Regions from separate parts of the Mus musculus genome. Here regions 2 and 3 are each linked to region 1. Evidence: chromatin contacts called from public HiChIP or PLAC-seq data. All regions are on one chromosome and are shown on one strand. The core of a region is the stretch at or near the end of the contact, and the rest is flanking DNA. Distances in the headings are between cores, read along the strand shown. Region 1 has its middle 220 kb from the start of Pappa. Region 2 overlaps Astn2 (astrotactin 2). Region 3 overlaps 8030451A03Rik (a long non-coding RNA gene).

What was found. HiChIP or PLAC-seq counts read pairs in DNA pulled down with a chosen protein or histone mark.
Region 2: a contact with region 1 is called in an H3K27ac HiChIP or PLAC-seq map of the NIH/3T3 cell line, with 8 times the contacts expected there. The contact joins two enhancer-like sites. A contact is called at or near these places in 2 of 15 datasets of contacts at CTCF or cohesin (both in the NIH/3T3 cell line), 9 of 484 Hi-C or Micro-C datasets (the 3T3-L1 cell line, 3T3-L1-derived adipocytes, embryonic fibroblasts and 2 more) and 2 of 115 datasets of contacts at active chromatin or transcription factors (the NIH/3T3 cell line and hepatocytes).
Region 3: a contact with region 1 is called in a CTCF HiChIP or PLAC-seq map of the NIH/3T3 cell line, with 9 read pairs. The contact joins two enhancer-like sites.

The regions. Positions count from the first base shown.
Region 1 is chr4:64,900,388-64,903,087 of GRCm38.p6, forward strand. No RefSeq gene overlaps it. Among named protein-coding and RNA genes, the nearest start is that of Pappa, 220 kb to the right of the region's middle. Within about 2 kb of position 1,269, at least 40 of the 459 cell types and tissues checked have an H3K27ac peak or open chromatin away from gene starts, as enhancers often do. A contact at or near this core is called in the NIH/3T3 cell line and uterus, where this site is marked.
Region 2 is chr4:65,495,205-65,497,904 of GRCm38.p6, forward strand. The region is part of intron 19 of Astn2 (astrotactin 2); the gene reads right to left. Among named protein-coding and RNA genes, the nearest start is that of Trim32, 110 kb to the right of the region's middle. Within about 2 kb of position 1,392, at least 103 of the 459 cell types and tissues checked have an H3K27ac peak or open chromatin away from gene starts, as enhancers often do. A contact at or near this core is called in the NIH/3T3 cell line and uterus, where this site is marked.
Region 3 is chr4:64,075,282-64,077,981 of GRCm38.p6, forward strand. The region is part of intron 4 of 8030451A03Rik (a long non-coding RNA gene); the gene reads left to right. Among named protein-coding and RNA genes, the nearest start is that of Tnc, 30 kb to the left of the region's middle. Within about 2 kb of position 1,285, at least 68 of the 459 cell types and tissues checked have an H3K27ac peak or open chromatin away from gene starts, as enhancers often do. A contact at or near this core is called in the NIH/3T3 cell line, where this site is marked.

The DNA.
Region 1 (2,700 bases), core at 19-2,518:
TCTTCCACTCTGTCTTCTTGGCCTGTTTTATTAAGAGATCTTATTATAATAGTGTCCTTTCATATCATGCTATGACAAGAGACTGGTCCCGTCTATTCATTTATTCCACCCCCTAAGAGTTGTTTCCTCCTTTTCTTCATCTTAAAAAAAAATCCCCTTTCTAATCATCAAAGGGAGAAAACTTCCCAGGGATAAATACTTTAAATCAGTTCATGAACTTTTCCTAGAAGCAAACCTTCTTTTTCAATTTATCTCTTCAGTATACGAGATCTAAACACTATATAACACTTGATTATTGCAAGAACATTATACAACAGTTATTACTGGTTCTAAAAACAGGAGGTTATATTATAAATTTATTTGTTTAAATCACTGTTCATTGTCCATAGGGGCAGCTCAAGGTAAAACTCTGACAAAGCATGTGCTGCAAACTTGTTTCTTATTCATGTCTAGTTTCATTGTTTGTTTACATACATGACATGCTACTTCTAGAAGAGACACTCTTACTCTACTGCTCAATTTTAGATTATTTTTTCAATTTATAAAATGTGGCAAACACTGCCTAAATATTAGGATTATATGGAGAATTGGTTTGAATGGTTATAAAAATCCTACTGCTGGATCTTATCAAAGGTACCACGAAGTGGTTGACAGTTTAGCATCCTGCTATCCAGTACTTGCAGTGGTTACCAGTCCCCACCCTCCAGTTTCATTAACAAATTTTAGTATGTAATCTTTTGTTTCTTCTTCCTAATCCTTCATTTCCTCTGACTGTTTCATTTCATTTCGGTTCCCAGCAAGCAGGCCACTTATGTCTGGTTTATCAGGCAAGCTGAGGCATGCACAGACATGTCTACAAGCTCCTCAGAAGGCTGATTCTGACACAGCTTAGCACCAGGTCCCCCTCCCTTCACACTATGTTCTGTACTCCAAGTGGTTGGACAGAGGTTCATGCTTTCAAAGCTTTAGAATTTACACAGAGTCTCTGCCCTGGATTTACTTAGTGTCCAGCTGCTGAGATTTATCTTGAAATTTCTAAGTGCAAGGCTGCAATCAAAGTCTGAGGGCACAAAACTGAACAAATAAAGATGTTTGGGGACTGCCTGTTTTTCTCATGTGATTTGCACATTTTTCTTGGCTTGCGTAATCTGAGGTGGCTGGGACCATAGGCCCCTTCATTTCTTGGCTCAGTAGTACGCAGTATATGGCAGTAATACAAATACAGGAGCTGGATATGCAAAAGGAGGCTTCACCCCTGCTAGGAAGGCATCCACCTCTGTGCCTCCCAGACAGTGTTGACGCATTCAGACAAGCTGGACAAAGAACGTACAGTCTACATTCCCTGGCCTTTGAAGGAAAGATGTTGCAATGTACAGGCAATTGGAGAGTTTGCCTAATTCATCAAAACATTCACATTTGCTAGTAATACAATGCAGCTATGATGAGAAGGACTCAGGGAGAGTTGTGTGGATTAAGGTTCAAACAGATCATGCCTACTAGTTTCTATTCAACTGGTTAAGCTTTGAAGCAGCTTTCCCCTCATTCATGAAAGTGTTACAGGGCTGTGTAAAACAAACAATAAAGAAAACAAAGCAAAACAAACAAGCAAACAACAACAACAACAGCAAACTCATGGGCTTGGTTACCAGATGAATCTAAGGCTAGCTGAAGGATCTTGGCAATAATATACTTTCTAAAGTTTATCCTCCTATCATAAGAGAAAAAACAGTAAAATTGAACTCTTCAGAGATTTTTGTAGAGATTCATTGAGATAATGCGTAGTGGTTAGCAGGGAAATACAGTCAATAAGTACTATAAACAGTTTCTATCATCTTCTGCTTTTCAACTGAAGACTGTGAACCAGGTTTTCATACAGTGATTTTGTCTTTCTTTGTACCTTGGAGTTGGTTGGGCCTTAAACTGGGAGTTGGGAAACAAAGAGAAACTTATTTTGTTTCTTTAAATCTTTTTGAAAAAAAATTAAATGTATATGTATTCTGCCTGTGTGATATGACTGTGTACTATGTGTGTGCAGTGCCCACAAGTGCCAAAAGAGGGCATGAGATACACTGGGAATCAATTTACAAACAGCTTTGAGCCACCACTTGGTTGTTGGAAATCAAACCCTGATCCTTTTGAACAGCAATAAATGCTCTTAACCCCTGATCTATCACTCCAACACCAAGAAATATATTTTGAATGGGGCAAATAAAGCTTTAATTTAGTCCCCCTATTACCTCTGTCTAATCCCCATGGCTTATGAAAAGAACCGTTTCTTCAGATTTTTTGTTTGTTTGTTTGTTTGTTTGTTTTGTTTTGTTTTAAACCCAGTTGGAAAGCAAATTATTTCTATTCCAAAGAGAAAATTAATTGGAATATAATAATTATAGCAGGCTTCTTTAATATCGTTTTTTTCAGTTTCCAAATAGTTTTAAAGTAGTTTGCGTTTTACAGAATACTTCCATCGTCACATTAACCCTGGGAAATTCTTACATGGACTTGACTAATAAAGAAAAGGAAGAGCAGAGGAGCTAAATCACCTGTCCAGCTAAGAACCAGAAACCAAGTAGTCCTTCCGGAGCTTCTGTCAGTCATCATGCTTTTTATCTAGTGGACTATAAAATGTGTGTTAACATGGAGCCATAGTGCCACCCTGGAAACTTGTACCTAATTCTACCTAATGAGCCAGTATTCAGCTCA
Region 2 (2,700 bases), core at 142-2,641, 590 kb after region 1:
CCTGACCTATTCTGTCTTCTTTGGCAAAACAAGCCTTCTTGGGAGCACTCACTTTTTGTTAGTTTGCTTTGTTTTGTTTTGTTTTGTTTCTCCTTTTGGGTGCTTTTAAAAAGCAATGGAAATTATATTTCCTGAAAGTTTGGGAAAGTTTCTCTCTCACACTCACTGAGGGGTGGGGGTGGGCTGTGAGATGTACATGCCTTACAGCTCATTGATGAGGATAACTGAGATGGGTGGAGCTGAAGCAGACATCTGTGGAGATGAGCTGGCAGCTGCAGGGACATGGAGGAAGAGACATAGGAGATGTGATTTGGTGCCATTGTTGTAGCTGAGATTGAGGCTCAAGCTCTGGCCTTGAGCCTAAGGCTCATTCTTACGAGGACACCCTTGCTGCCTCTGTCTAGCCTCCGTAATAACAGTATTTAAAATCATTGTTCTATGTCACCTAAGCTGAGAAGAGAGAAGCCGACCATTGTATATGCTGCTGCCCTCCTTCCCTGTATCTTCTCCAAATGCCCTATCTTTCCCCTATCACACACCCACTTCCCCTGCTCGTCTTCATGCCTGGTTCTCTTATCAAAACATGTATTGAATTCTGAGTGTTTTGAATGTATGCAGCTTCTAGTCTGTGTAGTATGTTTTAGTGTTGCACATACTGTATGCTGCCTGGATAGGTGTCCTTTGATCTGTTACCCATGCCTGTGCATGCTTGGTGAACTGACATGGCATTTGGCACGTATACTTTACAGTCTGCCTGTGGGGCAGTGGCTGTGCTTATGCATCTCTGTTGTTTATCCATAGTCTCATTCCTGGAGGATTTGCTGTGTAGTGAGTAAAAGATACACACTATCTGTGTGTGCTCTGCTTTTAATGTCTTTTGGATGTCTGTGTGTGCTGTGGTCTACTGCATTTCTGTGCTGGGGTGTGTGTGTGTGTGTGTGTGTGTGTGTGTGTGTGTGTGTGAGACTGTGTGTCTTTATGATCTAGCTTACCTTTCTATATTGCACACGCTCTGAATATCCTCAGAGGTGCTTACACACGTTTAAATGTATTGTATACATCCACGTATTGTCCTTGCAGCTTAGCTGGGTGTGATGATGGTGTTGCATGCATCTGTGTGTGATGGGTTGAATTCACATTGTGTTTCTGTATTATGCGACTCACAAACAAAATCTCCTTGTTTGTATGCTGAGTATGAGTAGGGTATGTTCTATTTGTTGTTTGTAGGTATGTGCTCATGTTCTGTGCTTTCCCTGGGCCTCTGTCTCAGTGAAATGTGTGTTTGAGTGTGTTCTCTGCCAGCTCTTCCTCCCTTTCTGGTGCCCCAGCCTCCCTCCTTCCCTCCTCCTCCCTAGGCTGTGACTGCTCTCAGCTGACACCTCGGCTGCTCTGGCAACCCAAGTACAGCCTGGAGAAAGGTCAGCTGGCTGCCTGAGCCCTGGGCCTGCCTAGAGCCTTCCACCCAGTGTTGTGGTGCAGGAGCGCCCTCTATTGGCTATGATATTCACAAAAGGCCCTAGAAATGGGCTTAGGCTTCCTTGTCTTGATAATCCCTGAGATTTCCATCTTTACTAAGTAATAGCCTAGAAGGCGAATAGGTCAACATAATTTATTGTCCAAACCAGACACTCTTAAGAATGGCAGCACTATTACATACACTCAGACACTGATGTATGCAGAGAGCAGATGGCCCAGAAAACGACTGTCCCGGACCCTTATTCAAAACATAGATGGCCCTTTGAAAAGAAGCCTCAAAAATGTGTGCTAGCACATACCAGTGGGAAAAAAAATCCACATTTCCTGGTGACTTCATGCAAGTTTGGAGACTCCTAGCAGCGATTTTTCAAGGCGCTGATCCCCCTTTGCAACAGAGACCCAAGGATGAGACTAAGTCCTCCTGGTATAGAAAGTAGAAAGGGATAACAGAAAGAATTTCTCAGGTGACTTAGCACAAGCAGGTCAAAAGTACATGTGAGAACAGGAGTAGTCATGGGGATGACAGAAATTGTTCAAGGTGTTTCTTGTAGCCTTATCTGTGAAGTCATTTGTGAAAACATGTATGTACTCACACAAATCCACCCGGAGGCAGATGACCAACAGCCAGTATGGTTAATGACTTCATAGATTTGAGCACAAGCACCCTTTACTACGATTTGAGATCTAGAAGAAGCAGAACAAAGCTGAAAGTACATTTCAGGTGGAGAAAACTGAGTTTCATTCTATTCCTTTTGCCAATGATTAGAGACGAGGCTCACATTAGAGGACCTGTTTCTATAAACTTGGGACAACAATTATAAGTCAGACCAAAGGACCACTTGGTCCATTTGGTTCAAAAAACATTTTCCAGAATTTTACCTTTTATGAAACATGGATAGTCATTTCATATAAAATTTAAAACTACAGGTGTAAAATAAAGTTAAGCAGATTTCTTTCTCAAGAGGTGTCTTAGAACATTAAAAATGATAATATGGCATAGATTTCTAGAAAATGGATGGTACGCTGAATCCACTCTTTCATAAATGACAGATATGAAGGTAATTTGCCCTATCAGAAATCCTTTGGAAATACATTCTGTCTTACTAAAAATTGTCCTATTTTCTTCCTTTTGTTCATTTGTTTTGATTTACATCTACAGATTTTCGTACTGACATCCACAAACAGAAATTATGTGACCATGATAAACCACAAATGGGAAAAGAC
Region 3 (2,700 bases), core at 35-2,534, 830 kb before region 1:
CCTTACTCATCTTTACTGGAGGTCCATGCTCAGTGGGTTTGGGACTCCAAAGTAAAGTAAAATGAATAAACCAGGGGAAAGAAGCTTATGCAACTGTCTAGTTGCACTGTGTATAAGTACTGTTCATCCCATTGCTCAGTTCATTTTCTTCACACTTGTTTCACTAGAGAGACAGTTATTTTTGCTTATTGATCAATTGCTTGTCTCTTGTAGAAGACACGGGCTCCACAATATAGTGATATTCTTTAGTTCATGATTCATCATATGTCTTTAGAATATCTCCTGGTACCTTGGATGGGGTTGATGTGCATTGCAGAATGAATGACGTTGATGAGCAACTCCTGTGTTATGCAATTTCAAGCCTGTGTACTTGATGCATAACCTGAAATAAATAAATATTGTATTCATTTATGGCTAAGAACATTGAGAGTCACAGAGCAAGCAGTACATCTAGACCCATTCATCTGATAATGGGTTGATCTGGGATTTTCATTTTGGCTTGGTGTATTCCAATCTTATCTCATAGATGAACAGGACTCTTGATTATTCAAAGTCTAAAATATTGGAACATTTTTTAAACATGAAGACTGATCATTGACATGCCAAGGTAAACATGATACAACCAACAGATGCATACATTCTGTCCCTAGTCCAAAGAAACAAACCTCCAAATTACTAGTATGTATAACTTTTCATTTATCTGGTTAGAGTCAGTATAGCTAAGATTTGTACATTTGTTCACATTTAGAGCTCTTTGAACAGAATAATAAGGAAAAATCTAAAAGAATTTTAATTTTATATCAAGAAAAAGTAGGACTGGAGACTAAAATTTAACATGGTTATGTTGTGCCTACAGATTATTTTACATGAATAATTTTTCTTAGTTCTTATGACAGCAATTTTTTTCTTGTACTTTTTAATCTGAAGTAGGAATTTTGAAGCTCAGCTTGATGAATCCATACCTTAGATTGGAACAATGTTTGAATTTATGCCAATATTGCTGAAGAATTTCTCTTTTTCCTGTCCCAGTGCATATGCTGGTCAGGACTGTGGTCTCAATGACCTCATACCATCACAGACATGGAGTGTGCTGCACCATGGCTGAGAGACAGCCTCCCTTACAGCCTAGACAGCTCAAGAACTAGCTTGGGGTTTGGCATCACGCCTGGTATGAGTCTATCCTTTAGTTGTTTCTTTCTATTGTTGGCCAACCCCCCAGGAAGGCTCGTCTCTTCTGTGCAATTCAACTGAAATGAGAAGTTACCACAAGGATTCTGGAAGCCCGCACTCCATGCTGAGATTTTTTTTTTCTTCCCTGAGAACTGGCTGCATAGTAATGTTCTGCGTCAGTCCTTCCAGATCCCAACTCAAAGATTCACAAACACTGGCTCCCCTGAGCATTGGGCTGCTGGTTATGATGAAATGTTAGCACAGAAGAGCTTTCTTTTTCTATTTTGGGTTTCGAATCAGGACAGCATGGTTACAGGATGATTTATGCACTTTGAGAACTTTAAAATGTTTTGTTGCTATGCCTTCCCCCAGGCATTTCTCTTATCACTTGGACTCAGCTTGATGCCTCTCTGGAATCCGCTTGTTCCCCTATCATCTGTGCAACACCAAACACATGTCTTCAATCTGAAATCAGAAAACTGAAAATTGGAAGCAATTGATTCTAGAAAGATCCCAAACAGACTGCCATTTGGGCATAATAAGCCCCAAAGAGGTGGCATTTGTAGTATTTGGGGATGGAAATATCCATCTGTAGTTGCAGCTAGTTCCCCCCCTCCCCCGTCCCATCCTGACTCTTAAAAAATGAAAAAGTTAGAAAGCAAGGAAAGGGTTTCCCTAATGGAATTGCTATTTACTGGATGACTATTATGCATGCCCTCATTTGGCCTATGACTGCTATTTCCTCTATGGTGGACACAGCGATGGATGTGAAGAAGGTACTGGCAGGTCACATAAAACCCCATCCTCAAAGAGCTCATGGTTCATTGCACTGGTTGGCTGAGGCACGTGTCTTGCACACTTCTCTGTCCGCTGATTGTGCTTCTCTCTTGTGTGCCATCATTGCTGGTCTTTTTCCCGGTTACTGATGATCACCTCATTTCGAGATCTCCTGTGCTCCTGCCTGCGCTCTTCTCCCATGGTTAAATATGTTCTTTACACTTTTACCCTACACAACTTCCAACTCTTTCTCTAACTTTCTCATGATTCCAGTCCAAACAGGACATCCAATCTCCAAGACATCTCCCTCCCACACAAAATTAGTACTCTTATGTGTTCTTGGATGACTCTTTGTTTCATGACATTTGTCATGTACTACTGTAGCCAGCTATACCTTTATCCACTTTTTTCTTCTGTCAGCTTCTGAAGAAAAAGGGTGAAATAATCATGTTGACAGATATGTACCAAATGTATGGCTAATGTTGGCTGTTTAATAGCTATTCTTGGCACATAGAAATGGTCTGTCCAACAGACAAGTAAAATTAACTTAAATAATGTCACAGGGACTCTTCATGTTATGTATTTTTTGGGACAACCTCTCACATAGCTTAGGCTGGCCTTGAACTTGCTATGGACTTAGCTTCTGAACCTGTAAGCTAGCCCCAATCAAATGTTATCCGTATAAGTTACCTTGGTCATTTTGTCTGTTCATAGCAGTAAAACCCTAATCAAGACAGTGGGATTGGATTGACC